Linked DNA regions of Mus musculus: region 1 is linked to region 2. Evidence: chromatin contacts called from public HiChIP or PLAC-seq data. All regions are on one chromosome and are shown on one strand. Each heading gives the region's core, a stretch centred on a gene start, on an enhancer-like site or on the middle of the called end of the contact. The rest is flanking DNA. Distances are from core to core; before and after follow the strand shown.

Region 1 (6,680 bases), core at 3,158-5,657, 350 kb after region 2:
TGCTTGCCACAGCTGGCCTGAGAGCTTCTCCAGTATATCCCCCCCACCCCCAACACCAAGTCTCCACCTCCCATCTCAACATAGGAGTGCTGGAATGACAGCTCAGGCCACCACATCTGCCCTGCTTTAACATAGGTTCCATGGAAATGAATCCAGGTTTTATGGATTGAGCAATCTCCCTGGCCTGATAAAACCATTTTTCTACCTAATAAGGAACTAACAGAAAGTTAAACAATTATAATCAGACTGTGGTGAGATTTCCTTCAGATGGACATTGGCTGTGCTGGATAGCTTTCTGTCAAATTGATGCAAGCAAGGGCCATTTGGGAAGAAGGAACCTTAATTGGGAAAATGACTCCATCAGATGGGCCTGTGGGCAAGTTTGTGGGGCATTTTCTTGATGGATGATTGGTGTGGGAGGGCACAGTCTGCTGTGAGGGGTGCCACCACTGAGCAGATGGTCTTGCTCTGTCTGGAAAAGAAGTTGAGAAAGCTCTAGAGAGCAGTCAATCAGCAGCTCTCCTCCATCTCCTCCATGGCCTCTGCTTCAGTTCCTGCCTTCAGGTTCCTGCCTCTGCTTCCCTTATCAAAGACTGAGTGGGAAGTGTAAACCAAATAAACACTTCCTCCCTTAACAAAGGCTTTCCTCGTGTTTTACCATAACAATAGGAAGCCAACTAAAACAGAAGCACACCTCCAAGGAAGACTAAACAATCTCTTGAGTTGTTTGTTGTTGTTGTTATTTGTTTGTTTTGTTTGGTTTGGTTGTTTTTTGTTTTTGTTTTTGTTTTTGTTTTCCTGAGACAGGGTTTCTCTGTGTAGCCCTGGCTGTCCTAGAACTCACTCTGTAGACCAGGCTGGCCTCAAACTCAGAAATCAGCCTGCCTCTGCCTCCCAAGTGCTGGGATTAAAGGCGCGCACCACCACTAGCAGGCTGTGTTTTTATTCTTAATCTAGAAATCCTACTGTTAAAATCTGTCCTAAATAGTCACATATTCGGCAATAAAAGTATCACAATGTTTGCTAAAGAGCTATTTATGGCAGCAAAAGTTCTGAAATAAACTAGACATGGTGATTCTCACCTCACCTCAAGAAGGCTAAGGCAGGGCTGGTGAGATGGCTCAGTGGGTAAGAGCACCCAACTGCTCTTCCAAAGGTCAGGAGTTCAAATCCCAGCCACCACATGGGACCATGGGACCATTTGAACCATGTGGTGGCTCACAACCATCTGTAACAAGATCTGACGCCCTCTTCTGGAGTGTCTGAAGACAGCTACAGTGTACTTACATATAATAAATAAATAAATCTTTAAAAAAAAAGAAGAAAAAGAAGGCTAAGGCAGAAAGTGGTCAGTCTGAGGTATCTATGGAGTTCCAGGTCAGCCTGGGCTACTACATAGTGAAACCTTGTTTCAAACAACAAATTCTGAAATGATATAAGTGGTCTAATAATAGATGATAAAAACCACAAACCAAAAACAGCCTGGTTTTAATCCCAGCACTCAGGAGGCAGAAGCAGGCAGAAATCTAGAGTTTGAGGCCAGCCTGGTCTACAGAGTGAGTTCCAGGACAGCCAAGGCTACACAGAGAAACAGACTGTCTAGAAAAACCAAAAACCAAACCAAAACAAAGGTGGAGAGATGCCTCAGTGGTTAAGAGCACTGACTGCTCTTCCAGAGGTCCTGAGTTCAACTCCCAGCAACCACATGGTGGCTCACAACCATCTGTAATGGGATCTGATGCCCTCTTCGGGTGTCTGAAAAACAGCTACAGTGAGCTCACATAAATATAATAAGTGCATCTTTAAAAAACAAAACAAAAAAGCAAAACCCAACAACAACAACAACATCCAGAACAAATAACAAAAACCCCCAAACAAGCCATTTTCAAGGGAGGAGGTTAATAATATGGAGTGTTTAGGGGTGAAGGAGACTACAATATAAAGTCATATTTATCTGTTGTTGTTGTTTTTTTAATGTTTTCATTCTTGATACAAAATTGAATTTATAGTGTGGCTCTATTTACTTATAAAACAAAAAGTTTTGCATATATACAGAATAAACTGAGAGTACATATGTCTAAATACTAGTATCAGGGGCAGGCAAGATGGCTCAGCAGATAAAGTCAGTGCCAGTCCAAGAACCTGAGTCCCATCCCTGGAACCAACTAAGGTGCAAGGGAGACATAACCTTACAAAGCTGTCCTCTGACGCTGACATGCATGCGGTGGCACCAGTGTGCAAGTACATAAAATAACAATAAAGTTTAAAGTTGTAAAATACTAATTACCATCATTATTACCTTAGGGCTATGAAATAATGCACACTCTTATATTACTATGTGTTTGAAAGTTGTGTGGAATAAATGTATATCCTACAATCAACAAGTAAAAAGGATGCTTCGTTTTCAAGAATGCAGGGGAAATCTGGAGAATGGTTCAGTGGCTCAGAGCACTGGCTGCTCTCCCAGAGGACTTGGGATTCGATTCCCCGGGACCCACACAGGGACTCACAGCTGTCTGTAACCCGTCCCAGGGAACCCAACACCCTTTTCTGCCTTCTGAGGGTTTCAAGCACACAAGTGGTACAAAGACTCACATGCAGACCAAACGCCCACCCACACACAAGAATTCAGAGGACGAGTGGGTGCTATAGCTCAGTGGTGGAACCCTACTTAGCAAATCACTAGGGCCTCAATTCAATCCCCAGTTAAAGAAAATAAGCAAACCCTCACAACAACAACAACAGCAACAACACACTCGCTTAGCAGAAAGCCTTGGGCCAAGCCTGTCATTCAGAAATTTCAATTCATCTTTGGTTCCATGGTGAGTTTGGGGCCAGCCTGACCTCCACATATGCACCATGGTACACACTCCACCCAGGCCCACTAATAATAAGTAAGTTTAAGTTGAATAAATTCAAAGGAAAAAGTGAAAGAGTGGACCGACCTGAAAAGAGCTAGTGAGTTCTCTTCCTAAAGATGCTGTTTCAGAGCTAGGGGTGTAGTTCAGGGGCAGAATGAATGCTTAGCATTTGTAAGACCGGACTCACATTTCTCAATTTAAAAGAAAAAAGCTTATTTGGGGTGCAGTGGTACAAGCCTGTTATCCCAGAAAGGGTGAGGCAGGAGGGTCATAAGTTGGAGGTCAGCCTGTTTGCCCTGCATAGAAAGAACTGGTTTCGAAAATATTTTCCCACATACTAAATAACAATTTATTGAATAGATGTTATCAGAGGGTTCATTGTGATCCCGGTTGTCTAGCACTGTGTCTGCTATGTAGTAGGTTCTCAGTAAATATCTGTCTTTTGAACATGTGTCTACAGACTCTGTGAGTCACAAAGACTCCCTTCTGGTTCTTTTTGTTGTTTTCCTTCTCTGGTCTGAGAATAACTATAAAACATTAATGCAATAAACCACCAGTTCAAAGACCCCTAATTATATAATGTTGTCTTTTATTGTTCCCTAATTATATCAGGAGTTTAAATTTGTCCTCCTTGACAAGAGCACTGGTTCCCACAAATCAATTCCACTCGATTAACGCTTACTGAACACAATGTATTAAGTACCCCAATCTGTCCCATCAAACCTTCCGTTCATAGAATAGAAACAGTGAAAGAGAACATATAATCCTAACACCGGGGGTACTGTGGCAGGGGGAATGCAAACTGGAGGCCAGTATGGGCTACATAGCAAGAGTCTGCCGATAAAAGCATGGGAGGGATGGAAAAAGTCAGCCTCGTGAGATGGTAAATACTCGTGTTGCCAAGTGGCCAGGAAACAGGCTGACTAGCTCAAGTTGTCCTCTGACCTCCTTGCGTAAGCCATGGCTTGTACGTACCCCCCCCACACACACACAAATAATGTAATTTTAAAAATTAAAGAGATTCCAATAGTGATAATCGGACTTTGTCAGGTCGGGGATCAATAAATTCTTCACGGTGGTCTAGGAAAGTGGTGGGTAGAGGGTAGCGGTTCAGTTGACTTGATAGGTAATAAGAATCTGTCAGGCTCTTGACAGGGGGCTAATGTTACGTTAATGGGTGCGGGAGAAGCTGGTACCATAGAAGAGTCTGAGCTACAAGAATGAACCTTCCTCTCCTGCTTTAATATCTGTCCCCAGGCGCGACAGCAAGCTGTCTCCGGCGTACAGTCAAGACAGCAGTGAGAGCCCGGGGAAAAAGGGGAGGGATTTAGAAGGGGGCTGATCCAACAGGCTGACAGAAAGCGTTATCTACGTCGCTGTCGGCGCCGAGGGACTAATTCGGGAAGTACCGAACCAAACCGGGTCAGAGCCACCAGGTCGAAGCCTTACCTGCCGTCCCTCCCCCACTCAGGGCCCACGCAGCCGCCAACTTGAAATTTGCTTTTCTTCTTCCAGCCCTCGTTCTAGGCCCGCCTCCCCGAGCTCTCCATTGGTGGGTTTTCCTGGCCAATCGACGAGAGCGGAGGCGGGCGAGGAGGGGAGGAGGAGGGAGCGAGCTTAACCGGAACTGAGGCTTGGGAAGTGGCGCGCTGAGACCTGGGGCTGCAGAATTCACCTCTTATGCCCAGACCGAACTAGATGGCTAAGATGTCCTGCTACTCAGAGCTCATCCAGACACGTGGCGGAGCCAGAAGAGGAGAACCGCTGCTGGGAAATGTAGCCCTGGGTCAGAGAAACCAGACTGCTCATCTGTTAACAGCTGTGCCTGCAGGAGTTCCCAGAAACACTCCAGGAGGTTCCCAACTACCGGACTCCAGCGCCCTCTTCTGGCTTAGGCCATCACACACACACACACACACACACACACACACACACACACACACACACACCACACACACACCACACACACACACACACACACACACACCACACACACACACACACACACACACACACACACACACACCACACACACACACACACCACACACACACACACACACACACACACACCACACACACACCACACACACACCACACATCACACACACACACACCACACATCACACACACACACACACACACACACACACACACACACACACCACACATCACACACACACACACACACACACACACACACACACACACACCACACATCACACACACACACACACACACACAGAGAAACACTCCAGGAGGTTCCCAACTACCGGACTCCCGCGCCCTCTTCTGGCTTAGGCCATCACATACACACCACACACACCACACACACACACACACACATACCACACACACCCTCTTTATTATTCTTCCTCAGTCACCAGCACTACTAATAAATAATCTTTAAAAGATTTTTTTTCTCTAAAGGCAGGGTCTGGCTACCCAGTCTAGGCTGGCCTTGAACTCTTGATACTCTTGACTCTGCTACCAAGCTCAGGCCCCAAATGCGGATTGTTGCGGTGTCTGAGAAGTGAGGGAGAGAAGGGGGCTTGGGACCAGAGCAGTAATTGGGGAGAGAAGGCAGGAACCCAGTGGGTTTTTTCTTTCTGTACTTTCCACTGCCCTTCAAGCCCCTTCAAGGAAAGAGGGCAGAATAGAAAGAGTCATTTTTTTTACAGAGTAGAAGTAAAGGGAAATACTTCAGGATGGATGTAAAACTAGGAGTCAGTCAACAAGAATATGACAGAGGTCAGAGAAAATGGCCTCTAGACTGGGAAGTTGCATGTGGATGACACATACTCCGTTTTTGGAATAGTATAAAAACATAGCTGTAGCGCTTTGGGGGAACTTGCTTAACCTCATTATCATTTGTTGCAGGAAGACAATAGTTCCCCCCTCATTGAGTTGTGAGGGTTGGAGATGATGTATGTATGCACATCTCTCGGCACACATCAATAGCTAATAAAAGTGGGTGATTTCCCTCCGGCTGTTTCTCCTCCTTTCCCAGGAACGTGACTTTTTGTATCTGTACTTGGTGGCGTCCACCATTTGAGTCCTCTAAGACCCTCGGTGAGCTTTCCAAACCCTTAATACCCATCCGATGCCCCCACTTTCCTTGGTACCTTCCAGCTGGACACAAACTCATCCCTAAACTATGCAGATGGAAGCCTTGGTAACCATGGAGACAGGGCAGGTGGCACGGAGAGGCAGAGGCAGTGAGCAACAGATAGGAAGAGATGAGTGATTCAGGCAGGGACCTTCAAGGAAGAGGGAAGAATGAGTCTAAGGGAGTAGAGATGTAATGAACACATCTGTGCAACAGGGGCCGGTCACCACTCTGCCTTTTTCTACCTCCTATGCACACCCCTTAAAATACTGTAAAGAGGGAATTTGGGACGGCCCCTTGCCCTAAAAATTCCCTGGGAAAACCACCTTCCTTACATTCCTAATGGGACCCAAGGGAAATGAGATCCAAGTGTCTCTATGGTGTGTGATGTTTGAGAGGGGTGCAGCGGGGATAGACTGTTGTCTGATTCCAGGCTATACTTTCCCTGATATTTAAACTACGGGAAGGGAGCCACATCTCCTGCCTCTCTGCTCTGTGGACGCCGCTGCAGATCCCAACCGCCTCCCTACACCCCTCTGCACAGTGTGCCATATGCCGTGTGTGGCAGTCAGGTCTGGCATACCGAAGCTCATGGAGATCTGTTGAAGATCAACGAAGAATCTGGATGGTTCCTGAATGGGTCGTGGGAGAGTCCCCTAAGGAGCGCTTAGGTTTGTTTGGGCTGGGGAGGTGGGATAAGAATGGGAAGTC
Region 2 (7,571 bases), core at 4,025-6,524:
TGCCTCCTTGCTTGCCACGACCGGACATCACGAAAGCGCAAACAGACGAACGGCCACAACCAGGAAACGGTACTCCGGCGCCGACGCCTCACCCTTTTATAGACGCAGACCCGATTGTCCGCCCGACGCTCTCATTGGCTCACACGCGTCCTGACGCCGTGGCCAATAGGAGCGCGCGGACAGAAGCCTCTCATTTACATAAGACCGGCTCCCTCGCCCCGGCGCCGCCCTGGAACGCGCGAATCACGACGCGCGTGCTCGGTGGCTTCATTTGCGTGCGGCCGTCGTTGCGACACTCCGCGGGTCGCCGGGCGGCTGGGCTTGCTCGCTGTTTCTCCTGCTCTGGAAGCTGGCAAAGTGTGCCCTGCATCCAAGAGGGCCTGAGTTAATCACTTACTTAAGTGTAGGTTTTCCTTCGAGGAATACTGGAAATTTAGTTTTTTATACCTAAGGAGTAGCGGATAATTCTCATAGCCTCTTTATTTTTCTACTTGAAACAGTGTAAAACCTACTTGTTTCATTTTAAGCGTTTATCGCTGGGAGCCTTACTTTAAAATCGTTAAATTTAAAGGTTATTTTCTTAATCCATACACATCTGAGAGTGCTTGAAAAGACCAAGTACAGTTCGCCTGGGGTTTACTAAAATTATTTTTTTGCCACTCAGATTTGTACATAAGGAATCGAAATAACTTAAAAAGTAAACCTTACGCTGCTGCTTTTGTCTATCATTTGTCCTGATGGCTCTCAGAAGCTCCTTTTAGGAGCCTTCCAGGCTGTCTGGGGCTAGAGTGACTCGGAGTACCATATCCGGACTGCCATTATTTTAGCATCGCATCAGTTATGCTCGGTAAAATACAGCCAGCATTTTTCAATCTCTGAAATTTGTAATAAGGTTCGTTATCGATGCATTAGAATCACTGATTAGGCATATTGAGTGTAAGCTTAGCTCTAGTAACAGGTATATTGTTACATAGTAACATAGTTACAATCTTTATATTTTACATTGTTACATATTGTGGAGATGGAATTCTAGTCTTGTGGAGGAATCGGCAAGAGTGTAGCACTAGGATTTTGGGTTGAAGCTAGGTAGGCAGTGGATTTTTTTGGATTTTGGTGGGTTTTTTTGTTTGTTTGTTTGTTTTTTTTTTGGTTTTTTCGAGACAGGGTTTCTCTGTATAGCCCTGGCTATCCTGGAACTCAGTCTGTAGACCAGGCTGGCCTCGAACTAAGAAATCTGCTTGCTTCTGCCTCCCAAGTACTGGGATTAAAGGTGTGTGCCACCACCGCCAGGCTTAGGTAGGCAGTGTTATTAGGATGGCTAGCTGAAAAGCATTTTAAGTTGAGAAGTTGAAGGTTTATCAAGGATTCTGATTAAATTTGATATTGATATTTATGTGCATATGTGGACTCACAAATTTGAGAGGTGGATCAAGGGTTCAGCAAAGACTACACAACCCTGCATTTATGGACTGACTGCAGATCACGAGAATGACATCCTATGACCTTAGAATATACTTTTGATCCTTAAGTATTTGTCTTGAAATATAATTTGGTACGTGTTATTCCTGATATGTGTTATTCCTATAAAGGATGTTATAACATTGACTCTTCTATTTCTTTGTTAGTGCTTCATACCTAGTGCCTTCAGAGACCAGGAGTTAGATCCCCTGGAGCTGAAGGCTTGTCAGCAACCATGTAGTCCTGGGAACTGAAGGAACCCAGATATTCTGCAAGAGCAGCAAGGGCTGTTAAACCCTGAGCCATCTCCAGCCCTGAACTTTTGTATAGATTGAAGCTACACATATCAAAATAGGTTGATAAGGAAAAACGGAGGCTCCCAAGTACACATTTGGGCCAAATCTGCAAATATTAAAAGTCATCATTTTATCAGGGCCAAAGATTAATATGTCCACAACGAAAATGTCTAAGTCTCTTTTAACCTGAAAGTTTTATTTATAAATTTCAATAATTAGAATTTTTAGCAGTTGCATTCTTAAGATTGTCATAGTAAGGTACCATACTGTTTTCTGAGACACGAGAACAGGCTAAGAGAGCAGGCTGTGAGGCTATGTATGGGTTTGACTTGTTTTGGCTGGTTTTATGTGGCAACCTCACACAAACTAGTCATCGCAGGGAGAGAAGTTTCAGTGGAGGAATGGCCTCTCTGAGACCCAACTGTAAGGTATTTTTCTCAATTAGCAATTGATGGGGTAGGGCCCAACTCATTGTGGGTTGTATGCCATCCCTGGGCTGGTAGTCCTGGGTTCTATAAGAATGCAGACTGAGCAAGACATTAAACAGCACCTCTCCATGCCCTTGGATCAGCTCCTGTCTCCAAGTTCCAGCTCTGCTTGAGTTCCGGTCCTGACTTCCTCCAATGATATGGAAATGTTTCCTCTGCAACTCGCTTTTTGGCCATGCTGCTTTTGTTGAAGCAACAGAACATCTTTTGTGTGGAAACAGTTCAAGCTATAGCAGTAGTTGATGGCTATGGTAGGCTGTGAATAGTCCAATTTTTCAGAACCCATCAATATTTAAGAGAGGAAAAGGACTTGTCTATTCAATTCTGAGAGGTTATCCTGGATTAACTTCGGAATAAGCCCTAAACATAATCATCAAAGTCCTGGTTGGAGATAGTCAAAAAAGTTTAAGAAGTAGCAAGCATTCACACACTGTCCCAAAAATGTGGATTTTCCCACTTCAAATGCCTCAGAGGTATTCCCAGCCCCTAGGGTTTTAACTAATTCCAGATGTGCTCAAGTTGACAACCAAAAACAACCATCACATCTATTTCAAAACTACCTTTGCTAAGTAGGACTCTTTTAAGAGTTTCTGTCTAGAAAACAAAACAAAAAACAGCCTATACCCCCCCCCCCCAAAAAAAGAAAGGAAAAAAAGAAGCCACACACAAAAACTGTCTTTAAAAAACAAAAAGAATAAAACTGTTACAATATAGGAGTCATATTAGGTCAAATATACCATGGTGCAATGCTACATTTACTAAGCTACCATTCAAAGCACATGTTTACACATCTTAAATACACTGACCATATCTAACGAAGGCACACTGACTTCCCACTGACACTTGATACACAGGTGAAAGACAGGATCCACTTAATTCTTGCACTGAAGCCATTTCCTGTTTGCTAAAATAAATCCAGTTTCAAGAGCTGCAGAAATCCTAGTGCAGCTGGAGCTACCACAGTTCACTGTGGAAATGGCCACACATTCTGCCACTGACTGTTCACAACCTTTCCACCATCTCACCCCACAAATGCATTCCCCCCATTCCAAGGTATTGTCATATATATATATGTCATTATCAACTTAGTTCCAAGGTTTATTCCTTCACCTAGTAGGGTAACAAAATCAGTACTGTCAACCAACATAGCTTTCACTTCAGCCTGTCCACAAAGCCTGAAGTTGTAAACCAATGCCAGTGTCCTCATGATATGCAACAAAATGAACAAGTAGCCAAAGGTTTGAGGGTAAAGGATTGGGCTGTAGACACCCTAAGGCAAGGCTCAACCACGTGTCTAAAAGAAAAATCAGAGATTTAGTCAAGAAGCTATATTGAGAAGAATATAGGCCCAGCAAACCCCACCCCCCGAAAATCTGTCTATCTACAGATATTGACATGAATGAGCTTGAAGCCTTAAGTAGAGGAGGAACCTGGGCAGGCAAGATGTTAGCAAAATTAAGGAATCCTAGGAGGCAGATGCATGGTTCTCTGGTCAGTGCTACGGTTTGAACCTGCAAGATTCGGGAAGATATCACTCTGACTCTCACTTGTACTCTAGGGAGTGGCCCTGACCTCGTGGGTAACGGCCCTCATTTGCTATGATGCAAGTGAAAGGTAAAACAGTAACTTCACTCTGCCTTTAGCCAAAGGAGACAGACATCAAGCGAAGACAGAGACACCACACTTACAGTCAGCTTTCAGCTAACCTATTTATGTTTTTCAGAAGAGCCTGCTTCTTTAGGGACAATGTTCCCGAAGCAGCTCAGTGTGGAGCCAAACCACTTCCATACCCTTGGGTAGATACTTGTTTAGGACGTTCCCTGGGAGTTAATTATACAAGAGTCTGGCTCAAGTGTATCTCTTTCTGTTTTTAGAAGCATGTGGTAACTTGGAGCAGAAATACCCAAGGTAGCCTGGGACCCAATCTGCAGGGATGAGAGAAGAGCATTGACACTATGGGAATAGCAATGTGACAGGGCCAAAGGAGAGGCAGAGCTGACTGAAGAGCAGCAAAGGCAGGTGGGAGACACTCAGGGAAACAGGGGGTGGGGGGAGTGAAACTAAGGCAAACAGAAAACAAGCAACAATGTCTGTGTGGCTAAACAATTCTGATTGAATTTCTGGTGTGGTGCTTAAGACCTCGTATATAACTAGGAAAGTACTGTGCCATTGACCTACATCCCAGAATATGCCAAACTACAATGAAATAACATACAAAGTGCCATTAAGACTTCAATCTTTAACAAGCTGTACGTAAATCCCTCTTAAATCTTGTGACCTGAAACAGGAAATTTAGTCACCGTATGTAAACTGAAAACTGCACTAAAAAATAACAAGATCCAAGTTAAGCAATTTCTGACCCAAAAGACAAGTTACTTCACAGACGCCTCCGATGCTGATACTTTAATAAATGGACTGCCTAATGCTTTCCTACATTCTGACAATATATTAACACTAATTTTATGTAACTCCCCTGCAAAGTCGAAAGATACCCCTACACTTAATACTCCTCATTCAAGGGCACATGTAACTTGAGTAGAAATGATTTCTAATGTCAATGGGAGGTAGAAGAGAAAAAAACAAAAAAACAAAAAACCCAGGAAGCAGCAGAGACACCGTGGGTGGTTTCATACAGGAAACAGGGTAAGGCTGCCTGGCTCTGCCGGGACGACTCGCCAGTTTGGGCACAAAGATGGAGCTGAGGAAAGAACTCACAGCCTGTGCCAGTCACCTACACCTGGTACACCATGCCCTGTGGCCAAGTTTACGCGTGCTACCGGCTCTATTCCTGTTAGCTTCCTCAGCAGGAGAAACAGCGAGCAGGCCCAGCCGCCCGGCGACCCGCGGAGTGTCGCAACGACGGCCGCACGCAAATGAAGCCACCGAGCACGCGCGTCGTGATTCGCGCGTTCCAGGGCGGCGCCGGGGCGAGGGAGCCGGTCTTATGTAAATGAGAGGCTTCTGTCCGCGCGCTCCTATTGGCCACGGCGTCAGGACGCGTGTGAGCCAATGAGAGCGTCGGGCGGACAATCGGGTCTGCGTCTATAAAAGAGTGAGGCGTCGGCGCCGGAGTACCGTTTCCTGGTTGTGGCCGTTCGTCTGTTTGCGCTTTCGTGATGTCCGGTCGTGGCAAGCAAGGAGGCAAGGCCCGCGCCAAGGCCAAGTCGCGGTCTTCCCGGGCCGGGCTACAGTTCCCGGTGGGGCGTGTGCACCGGCTGCTGCGCAAGGGCAACTACGCGGAGCGTGTGGGTGCCGGCGCGCCGGTATACATGGCGGCGGTGCTGGAGTACCTAACGGCCGAGATCCTGGAGCTGGCGGGCAACGCGGCCCGCGACAACAAGAAGACGCGCATCATCCCGCGCCACCTGCAGCTGGCCATCCGCAACGACGAGGAGCTCAACAAGCTGCTGGGCAAAGTGACGATCGCGCAGGGCGGCGTCCTGCCCAACATCCAGGCCGTGCTGCTGCCCAAGAAGACGGAGAGCCACCATAAGGCGAAGGGCAAGTGAGGCCACTGCTCGCGTCGGCCCGCGTCTCTGTGATATAACCCCCGCGAGCTCCTAAAAAGGCTCTTTTCAGAGCCACCCACTGAATCAGATAAAGAGTTGTGTCACGGTAGCCGGTCTTGGTGGCCTTTCCTGGCCCTGCCCCAAAAGTAAGAGTGTCGTGTCCTCTGCTTCCTTGCCCATCCTGCCCGTGGTTCCCCCTGGTAGTTTGTTGTCGCTCTTTGGTTCATGCCCTGCCTCGGCGGAGCGGATACGCGGTTCTCGCTGACCGTCCCAAGCATTTAGCCCCTATCTGCCCACACCCTTGTCCTACACAACACTGTCCCTCACTCAGCGTCCACCCGCCTGACCCTTCCCAGGACTAAGACTCAACTAGGACGTCTAGGCCAATCTAGACATAAGTCGCAGTCAGCCGCGCTCTCGTCCGGTCCTTGGGGAATGTCTAGGAGGAGGAGGTGTCCCGCGAGGACTGGACGCGGCCGGCTCTAGGGATCATGGGGGACTGGGGCTGGGACTGTGGCTGTGGCTGGGCGGTGCTGCACAAACACTAGATTAGTTCTGCCCTGGGACTTTGGGCGGCGGGCGGGGGCGCGCGAGCTCCTCTTGGGCAGAGCCGGGACCCGCCCTCTACGGGCAGCTGCCAGACGTGGCTCCACCCTCGCAGAACGTTGGCAAGTGGACCGGGCGCGGGGCTGGACGTGGGGGGCGGGGGGGGGCGGGTCAGGTGGCGTGGCGGGCCCGAGCCAATGGGCGAGGTCGGGGCCGGTGACGCCACGGCCAATGGCGCGGCAGCGCGGGAGTTTCAAGTCGCTGTCTCCGCCCCGCCGCGGGGAAGACTGCGCCTATAAAGGCGGCCGGCTCGGGCCGGTATCAGGTCCCCGAGTGCTCCTCGTTTGGGTGTCTTCCGTCTTCGCCATGGCCCGTACGAAGCAGACTGCCCGCAAGTCCACCGGCGGCAAGGCCCCGCGCAAGCAGCTGGCCACCAAGGCCGCCCGCAAGAGCGCCCCGGCCACGGGCGGCGTGAAGAAGCCGCACCGCTACCGGCCCGGCACCGTGGCGCTGCGGGAGATCCGGCGCTACCAGAAGTCGACCGAGCTGCTGATCCGCAAGCTGCCGTTCCAGCGCCTGGTGCGCGAGATCGCGCAGGACTTCAAGACGGACCTGCGCTTCCAGAGCTCGGCCGTCATGGCGCTGCAGGAGGCGAGCGAGGCCTACCTGGTGGGGCTGTTCGAGGACACCAACCTGTGCGCCATCCACGCCAAACGCGTCACCATCATGCCCAAGGACATCCAGTTGGCCCGCCGCATCCGTGGGGAGCGCGCTTAAGCGCCCTGTCTCCCATCCATTCCCCACAAAGGCTCTTTTCAGAGCCACCACAGCTTCCCGGAAAGAGCTATTCAGCTTTTTGTCTTAAATTGCCTTTGCATTCTTCTAGGTTTCTGCAGTGGCTGGTGCTTACTGTCCACCGAGCCTCTTTTAATAGTTGCCTATAGTCGCTTAAGAATGTGCTAATTTCGGGGGCAATTGCGAGCGCAGTGACTAAAATATCTTATCCAGGTGCTCAACCTCTGCATTCCTCTTCTAACATCAGTCTTAATTCGTTTTTCTTTTATCTTTTTCGTTCCCTTCTAATGTAATTTGACATGATAGAGCTTTTTCTTTTTTTAAAATGAGCACCTGGCTCATTGAAGCCAAGTGTCAGGCCTTGCAAGGCTACTTATATTGCCCTTTACAAATTAGTATACTTTATTGCTAACATGCGTTGCTTTTCTATGTTTTTGGAGTAGATGTTTACAGCCACCTTCCAATGTTTTGATAGTTTA

Evidence for each region. HiChIP or PLAC-seq counts read pairs in DNA pulled down with a chosen protein or histone mark.
Region 1: a contact with region 2 is called in a FOXA1 HiChIP or PLAC-seq map of pancreatic cancer cells. The contact joins the promoter of Polr3gl here to the promoter of H2ac18 in region 2. A contact is called at or near these places in 6 of 39 promoter capture datasets (the 3T3-L1 cell line, 3T3-L1-derived adipocytes, cranial neural crest and 3 more), 2 of 115 datasets of contacts at active chromatin or transcription factors (bone marrow-derived macrophages and pancreatic cancer cells) and 1 of 9 other capture datasets (liver).

Annotation. Positions count from the first base shown.
Region 1 is chr3:96,589,774-96,596,453 of GRCm38.p6, forward strand. Polr3gl (polymerase (RNA) III (DNA directed) polypeptide G like) reads right to left here and starts at 4,408. Exons shown (of 8, transcript NM_027241.4): 1 at 4,311-4,408. It also overlaps a transcript of Ankrd34a not described here.
Region 2 is chr3:96,240,223-96,247,793 of GRCm38.p6, forward strand. It overlaps H2ac18 (H2A clustered histone 18), which reads left to right and starts at 5,275. Exons shown (of 1, transcript NM_013549.2): 1 at 5,275-5,830. The coding sequence starts at 5,359. The coding sequence ends at 5,751. H3c14 (H3 clustered histone 14) reads left to right here and starts at 6,463. Exons shown (of 1, transcript NM_178216.3): 1 at 6,463-7,126. The coding sequence starts at 6,664. The coding sequence ends at 7,074. H2ac19 (H2A clustered histone 19) reads right to left here and starts at 152. Exons shown (of 1, transcript NM_178212.3): 1 at 1-152. The coding sequence starts at 28.